Regions from separate parts of the Ctenopharyngodon idella genome. Here region 1 is linked to region 2. The links are chromatin contacts, called in public Hi-C maps. All regions are on one chromosome and are shown on one strand. Each heading gives the region's core, a stretch centred on a gene start, on an enhancer-like site or on the middle of the called end of the contact. The rest is flanking DNA. Distances are from core to core; before and after follow the strand shown.

Evidence for each region. A called contact is a pair of places that touch in the nucleus more often than the background predicts.
Region 1: a contact with region 2 is called in a Hi-C map of muscle, with 4 times the contacts expected there. The contact joins the promoter of cgnl1 here to the promoter of mtfmt in region 2. A contact is called at or near these places in 2 of 2 Hi-C or Micro-C datasets (both in muscle).

The regions. Positions count from the first base shown.
Region 1 is chr7:19,651,173-19,654,977 of HZGC01, forward strand. cgnl1 (cingulin-like 1) reads left to right here and starts at 2,178. Exons shown (of 19, transcript XM_051901628.1): 1 at 2,178-2,337.
Region 2 is chr7:19,506,223-19,509,639 of HZGC01, forward strand. It overlaps mtfmt (mitochondrial methionyl-tRNA formyltransferase), which reads right to left and starts at 1,593. Exons shown (of 10, transcript XM_051900439.1): 1 at 1,071-1,593; 2 at 784-984; 3 at 529-651; 4 at 298-400. The coding sequence starts at 1,294. znf280d (zinc finger protein 280D) reads right to left here. Exons shown (of 18, transcript XM_051900438.1): 18 at 2,859-3,417.

The DNA.
Region 1 (3,805 bases), core at 928-3,427, 150 kb after region 2:
TAAATATGCGCTAGATGTAGGCCTACTTTGTGTCGCATTTTTCTATTTAAGTCTCGCTTCGGGTTGAAGAAGCCCACAAGTTAAAGTCACCACAAAATCAAAATGGACAGTTCTTGATTTTTTTTTTTATGTATTAATAATGCATATATATATATATAAACAACTGATTCGTTAAAATTTTTATTTTTTATTTTATTTATTTGTGAAAATGGGTTTAGGTTTGCATTACATCCTTAAAGTAAAAAAAAATCAAGACAGGACCACATAAATTCTGTATAACAACATTCAGTATAACAACAACAATATGTGTAAAGACGTCGAGATGAATGAAAGTACTAAGTCTTTTGTAGAAAATACTGCAACGCCTCCATCGCTGGATCTCTGTTCACATCAGGACCTCCGGATTCCCAAACTGGGACAGACAGCGCTCCCTGCTGAACAAGCTGCTGGGTTTTTTCAAATAGAGCTGCTTTTGTGTTTCCTGGTAAATCCACAGTCCTCACAGCTAAGACCAAGTGCACCCACATAAAAATGAAAACAGACCCCAAACCAAGGGTGGAGTCATCAGTACTCGCACAGATCCAAGTCGTCTTGGTCTGTAAGGACAAATGCAATGTGTTCTGTTACTAAGTTCTGTTACTAATTTACTGTTTGGAAACGACATGAGGATGAGCAATTGAAGACAGAATTTTCATTTTTGGGTGATATCCCTTTGCGGACACTAAAATTATGCACCTTAATAAATAAACAAACATGGTTGATAAATGATTGTTCCAGAAGTTTTCACCCTGTAATGCTCCTCTAGTCGGTGACCTATTTCCTATCTCATATTATATTAGGAAGTTGAAGCAGAGGCAGATTTTCTCACTCGCTGTAATAACTTTAGAGATATAGTAGGAACACTTTGGAAAAGCTTTTATTTTAGCCACTGCATCTTCCTACTCTCTAGTTATTTGTTGTCTGTAGCCTACAACGTTATTCGTTGTTGTATTTTACTTGATATTCTGTAGATCTATTATAATCGTTAGTTTATTAACATTACTGGCACCTTTTTTTATCTTAATATATTTATTTTCTGTCAGTTGTCCAACTGTATGAATCACACAGTAGGATGTTTGGCATATGCAGTGTTCTATCACTAGATGGCGCTGTCAGTCTAAAGAGCTGTCAGGCCATCATTTAACCTGTATGTGATGCTAGCTAATACAGCAGTTCAGTTCGCGCAGAGAGTGTATTTTATATTACTGTTTTGTACATCTTTCCATTACGGGATTCTCTCTAGCTCTGCCAAAGCATCAGTAAACACACATTTTAATTGTCAAAAATGTTGCTTTGAATTCCCCCATAAAAGCAGATGGTAAGTGTATTTCTTGACATTATTGCTAAACATAAAGAAGTTGATGGTTCAAGTTTTGTTCATGTTTTTATTATTTAACCTATTGAATTTCACAAGTAAATGAGCAAGTTATTATTATGCTTCATATTATTTTGTTTTGCTTTGCTTTTTGTTGTACCTTGCTCTAATGCTTAACCCGGGAAAACAAAAATAAATCAATAAATAAATGTCATAGAAGTAGCGTGCACCAGATGAAGTCAACAGGGGCTTTTTCAGGCACTTGACAAATTCAAGTGAATAAAGCAATGTTCAAAACAAAATAGATTCAAACCATTTCATATTAAAGACGCGCATCCTTCCGATAGAAGATTTAGTCCCTGCTTTGTAACACAAAATAACGATTATGGTTGCTGTGAAAGCTGTTACGTGGATTTTAGCACGAATGAAAGGTTTTTGAACTATTCGTTTAAAATATTTATGTCTAGGCTAGCCTATATATATCTAAATGTTAGGATATTGAATGTCCTTTCAGGTTTCTTCAGTATTTAAAATCTTAGGGAATCAATGGTGTGTCACCATTTTGAAAAAGACCCATAGTCTCTCTGTCCTCTCTTATAATTCATTATCACATGAAAACTCTTGATTTCACCGATACTGGAAGCACAAGTACTTGAAAGGTTTACACCCAGTTTCTGGCTGCGCCTTTGTGTCTTGAGATCAGCTAAAATGCGAAATGAGCTCCGTTCGGCAGTGGTGTTGAGCAGATCAGCTGATCGTGAATCAGGCTGCTTTGGGTGGGTGGAGTGAGGGATGGGGATGTGGGCGGGGCTTGACGCTCTTCAACAGTCCGTGTGTTTGAAGTAAAACTAGTCTGAAAACAAGACGTGCAACAAGTGACTTTGACCAGCTGAGAGGAGATGGTGCTTTCTCTTTGTGTCATAGCTTTTTATAGAGCTTGATCAACAAATAAACGCATATTGTGGGATAAACGACAGACAGCGGTAAGTGCTTCTTTTGGATTCATTTTTATTACAAAAAAGTGTGCGAAATTTCTAGGGGCATTTGGGCGACATTGTAACAGGTCAGCTTAAACATTGAAAGTAAAGTTAAAAAGCACCCAAACAGGCAATGTTCTTATATAGGGAAAACAGGCTATATTATTAAAATTGCACCTAGTGTTTGGAGCATCTGTTGGGATGATGTTTGGTATTCATTTCGCAAAACATTAATTATTGCACAGAAAGCAATTGGAAAACAAACTTTTGGCTAAATCATGTGCGTGTTTTAAGCTGTATGGTTCATATAAATGCAACCCCAAAAATAAATTGTTGCATTATTCAATATAATCAGTACTATGTAAATAACTACATAAAAATATATGAAACTAATCTAGTCTAATAGTACCCATGCACTCTGCCTGATGTACAGTATGTAAAAGCAAAGGAAAGTTCACTGTAAGATGACGGAGTATTCCTGAATCCCTCCTGACAGAGTTATAGTGGTTGCTCTTGTCATCTAGAGAATGATTATCCATAAACCTCTTTGTTGAACTTTTTTTTTTTTGTTGTTGATACTGTAGCTGTAGCCATGTTTTTGGTCTGGATCAGGGCCAAAGTTTACGAGTTGGTAGTGAGAGACCGTTTCACCAGGAAACTGTTTTGAGTTTCCCTGGAGGTGGAATGCAGGTGGAGGCCATGCTGCAAGAGCTTGCACAGCCTGTGTTAGTTTCCCTGTCAGAGCTACACATTTCCAGTTGGCACAATGAGAGGAAAGGAGCTACATTAACACAATTGAGTTCCTCTGCACATAGTACAGTTCATGTGATACAGGAGCTGAAAGAGGCTATTGTGTCATATTCTTTTTTTCAGCACCAGAGCTCTGTTCCTTATGGATAAGGGGGCTTGCCGCTTTTTAACTCGCCCTTATTGTTCTTTCTCATCCCCCTCTATGGGGCTGGAAAGTTTGAGTCCCTTCTGCTCTCTTGAGTGTGGCGGCCGATGAGAAGGACTTTTTCTTTTGACTTGCTTTAATATGATGTTCATTTTGTGCTTTTGTAGTAGTTTTTTAGCCTCAAGACTTTAGGTCTTCCAATCTTATGCTTTCAACCTGAAGTTTCTAGTGTCGCCTTCTTTCTTCACTGAACGGATTCCTTACTTGCCCATTGAAAATGAACCAATGCCGTCTTTGTTTTCTTCATTGTCAAGCCCTCGGGGATCTCACAGGTTGCATGCACCGTAATACACTGCATGCTTTGGTCATACCATTTGCTGTTGCAACAAAGACATCAATATGACCAATGCAATCTTTTGTTGGCTTTGAGGTGAAAGGATGTTATCAGTGGGGTCCAGAGGAAACTGATAATGGCCTGTTGCCTGGTGTGAAGCCTGTAGTGGGGTGATATTTTTGCTATTCCTGAGGCACAATACTGCTGCTCATTGCATGTCAATGAAATTCTTTGGAATTAGGCTA
Region 2 (3,417 bases), core at 343-2,842:
TTTCTTTCTTATGTTAAAAAACAAAAGAAGATTTTTTTTACATAATGTTGGTAATCAAACAGTTGACGTTAGCCATTGACATCAATAGTATTTTTTCCTACTATGAAAGTCAATGGCTACCATCAACTGTTCGATCACCAACGTTATTTTAAAAATCTTTTGTTTTTTAACAGAAGAAAGAAACTCATACACGTTTGGAACAACTTCAGGCTGAGTAAGTGATGACAAAATTTTCATTTTTGGGTGAACTATCCCTTTAATTATGGAAACTAAAATATGTTAATCGGTGGAAATTACCATTCTGGAACCCACAACTGCCAAAGTAGCTCCAAGCTCATCCGCAGTGCAGTTCTTTGGAATCTCATACAGCTCTTGATGAAGAATAGGGCCCACATCAAATCTGATTTAATGAAAGCCATAAAATAAAAGACTTGAAACTTTGAAGGGGATATATACAGAAATTTTGAGCATCTTTATGTAACTTTCATATTGGTCCTGCCATGAACAATTACTGTACAAGGCCTTTACCTCTTAGGTCTTATTTGCATGATAGTCACTCCTGTGACACTGTCACCATGTAAAATCGTATGAAAGACTGGAGCAGGTCCCCGCCAGCGTGGCAACAGACTAGGGTGCACATTCAGGATCCCACTAACATAAATAAACAAAAAAGCAAACACAAATTATGAGCCGAGACCATGCTGTTAAAACATCACACAATGACTACAGACAATGCAACCATTCTATTTAGTCATGCTCTTTCCCTGAACCCTCATTACTTACTGTGGCATTTTGTTGATGATGTTCTCCTTGATTAAACAACCAAATGACACCACCACACCAACATCAAACTGTGCACTTAAGTCCACATCTGGCCAATGGTGAAGTGGAAGTCTGTGCTGCTCTGCATACTTTCTGACTGGAGTATCTCTGGACAGTGTCACGACCTCAAGAGAATCTATGATTTCAGCTTTTGTGTCATCTCTAGAAAAATGAAAAGAAAACTAATAACATAACGCAGTAGGGTTATTAACAAAAATATATGCAATAAAAAAACTGGACATCATTACCGGGATACATGAAGCTGTTTCAATGATTCCAGTGCAAAATCATCACTTCCAAAAAACAATACTCTCCAGGGTGGTTTTGAAGCAGATTGTATTTGAGTTGCAAAAGATTTGTTTCTGCTTAATAGAAACAAGCCTTTTCTAATACGCGTGATGCAGTTGCTACGAAGTCCTTGAGACAGCAAATGTCCCCGATCTATGACTTTTAAATAACTTAGGCTCCACATACTCTGATATAAGTTTTCATAAATGGCAAAAATATCTTTAACAGCTAGCAAAATACGAAACCATCACTCCTCTATTAACAGATAAGCACGCAGTTGTCATAGGAGTCATTCTAACATTTCATGACAACTTCAGTCGAGAGTCTTGACATTTTTCACAATAACGTGTCCTAATTATGTTCATGTGGCTAATCCATTTTCGCAAACCACTAGATGACAGTTACAAGGTTACTGTAAAGCGCTACATATACACATAGGCGCATGTGTGCGTCGCCATGTTGACGTGAACGTCATTTCCGTTATAGTTTTCAAATAAAAGACATATATGATGCGCTTATGAATGATATTTTATAACATGTGCATAGCTAACGATTTTTTGTACTTCAAAATAAAATAAAAACACAGAGACTGTGTTTATAAAGTTGTTATTGTTCTTGATGCGCGTTTCTTGTTTTTAAATCGGATCTTTTTGATGAATCGGTTCACAAATCCGGTCTGAACGATCGCACTGAATCGAACCAAACTCATAGAACCTCAACTTGCATGGAAGTCCAACTCGTTATCAACCGATAACCGAATATAAGTGAGGTGACGGTATCAGCGGGTCCCAAATACTGAGCTCTATAATGACATATAATAATGTAGATTAGTAGTCCCAAGAGGCTTGATGAGGGGTGCTATGACGTATTTGTATTCCTGACTGAAACAATAAGTTTGGGTGAGAATGAGAAGTGCAGAATGTCGTCAAAATTGTTTATCCGTGTTGGTGGTAAATAGAGGCTGTAAATACTGAAAGCATGTATATTCTAAACGTGAATTTTGCCTTTTATTGTTTTGGAGCACACTAACTTAGAAAAGCTTTAGTAGGCCTATAACATAATACAAGTAATAAAAGCTACAAAACATTAATGGAGACTTTAATAGTTTTATATAAAGGCTACTTTAATAGACTAATAGCAGAAAAGTTACAAATGTTAAACCATTTTTGCGAGAAATAGAAAACTTTCAGTAGGCTAATTGCTTAAATACTGCACATTTAGGTTTTAAATAATTTTTGAGCTAAAGTATGAAATAACAATAAACACTCTTATTTCTAGAACCTAGGCTACTCTACAAAGAAAAACATAATAAACGGCAATACGTGCTTACATGTGGTTAAGGGAACATTTTGGAACTTTTGGGGTTTTCAAACTCTTTCTGGAGCCTCCCCAAGCCAGCACTGCACATCTTTCTGTTTCACTTATTGAACATCCAGCTCAGGTCACAGAGGAACGTTACTCTACTTATCAACTGTTTAAAGAGAGATCCGAAAACGTACAATACTAGCGAAGAACAACGAAGGTTTGAAAATCCCTGTAATATGCCTTGAAGAGAGCGCATGAGATAAAAGAATCACTGAATCTTTTTAACCGGTTCTTTGAAAAGAACTTCAAAAGAACCGATTCGCATAAATGATTCTTCTCGTCACTATTGTTTATTGAACTACACAGCATGAATCCACAAGAGGGTGCTCTTCACCAAATCAAGCCCTTATAAGAAAACAAGACATTGTCTCCAGTAGAAAGGCTGAGATAATACTGTGAATCACAGTCTCTATTTAATAGCAGAGCTGTAGTGAATGTTATAAAAGTTTAATACCGATTAAGACAAATGAATTTCTACAATGTTTTCAGTCTCAATCAATGATTCTCAATGCAGTGTCCTATCCAGATCAAGTACATATAACAATACATGAAACACAATCTAAAAAAAATGATCAGGACGCATAATATCATTCCTAAGTACAGTATACTGAGAAATTGTTGAACTTGCTCTTAGTCCTGTGAAAACCACCACGTGAAAAGGCAGATGTGGGAATCAGCTCCAAGTTCGTTAGTTTCATGTCTGTGTGTTTTGTGTGATCATCTGTAGAGTCCAAATGGACACCAAAACTGCAGGCAGAAGGACTTGAAAATAATCATATGTATAGAAGAACATTCACATTGCTGCCTTTGCAACTCAATTTCAATCTAGAGGGCGCTTCTTTACAAACATTACATAAGTACAGAAATATTGTACTCACACAGTACAAGATTTTAAAGTCATGTTTTAGCACAGTATTGATTTCATCTCATTTTGGATACAAG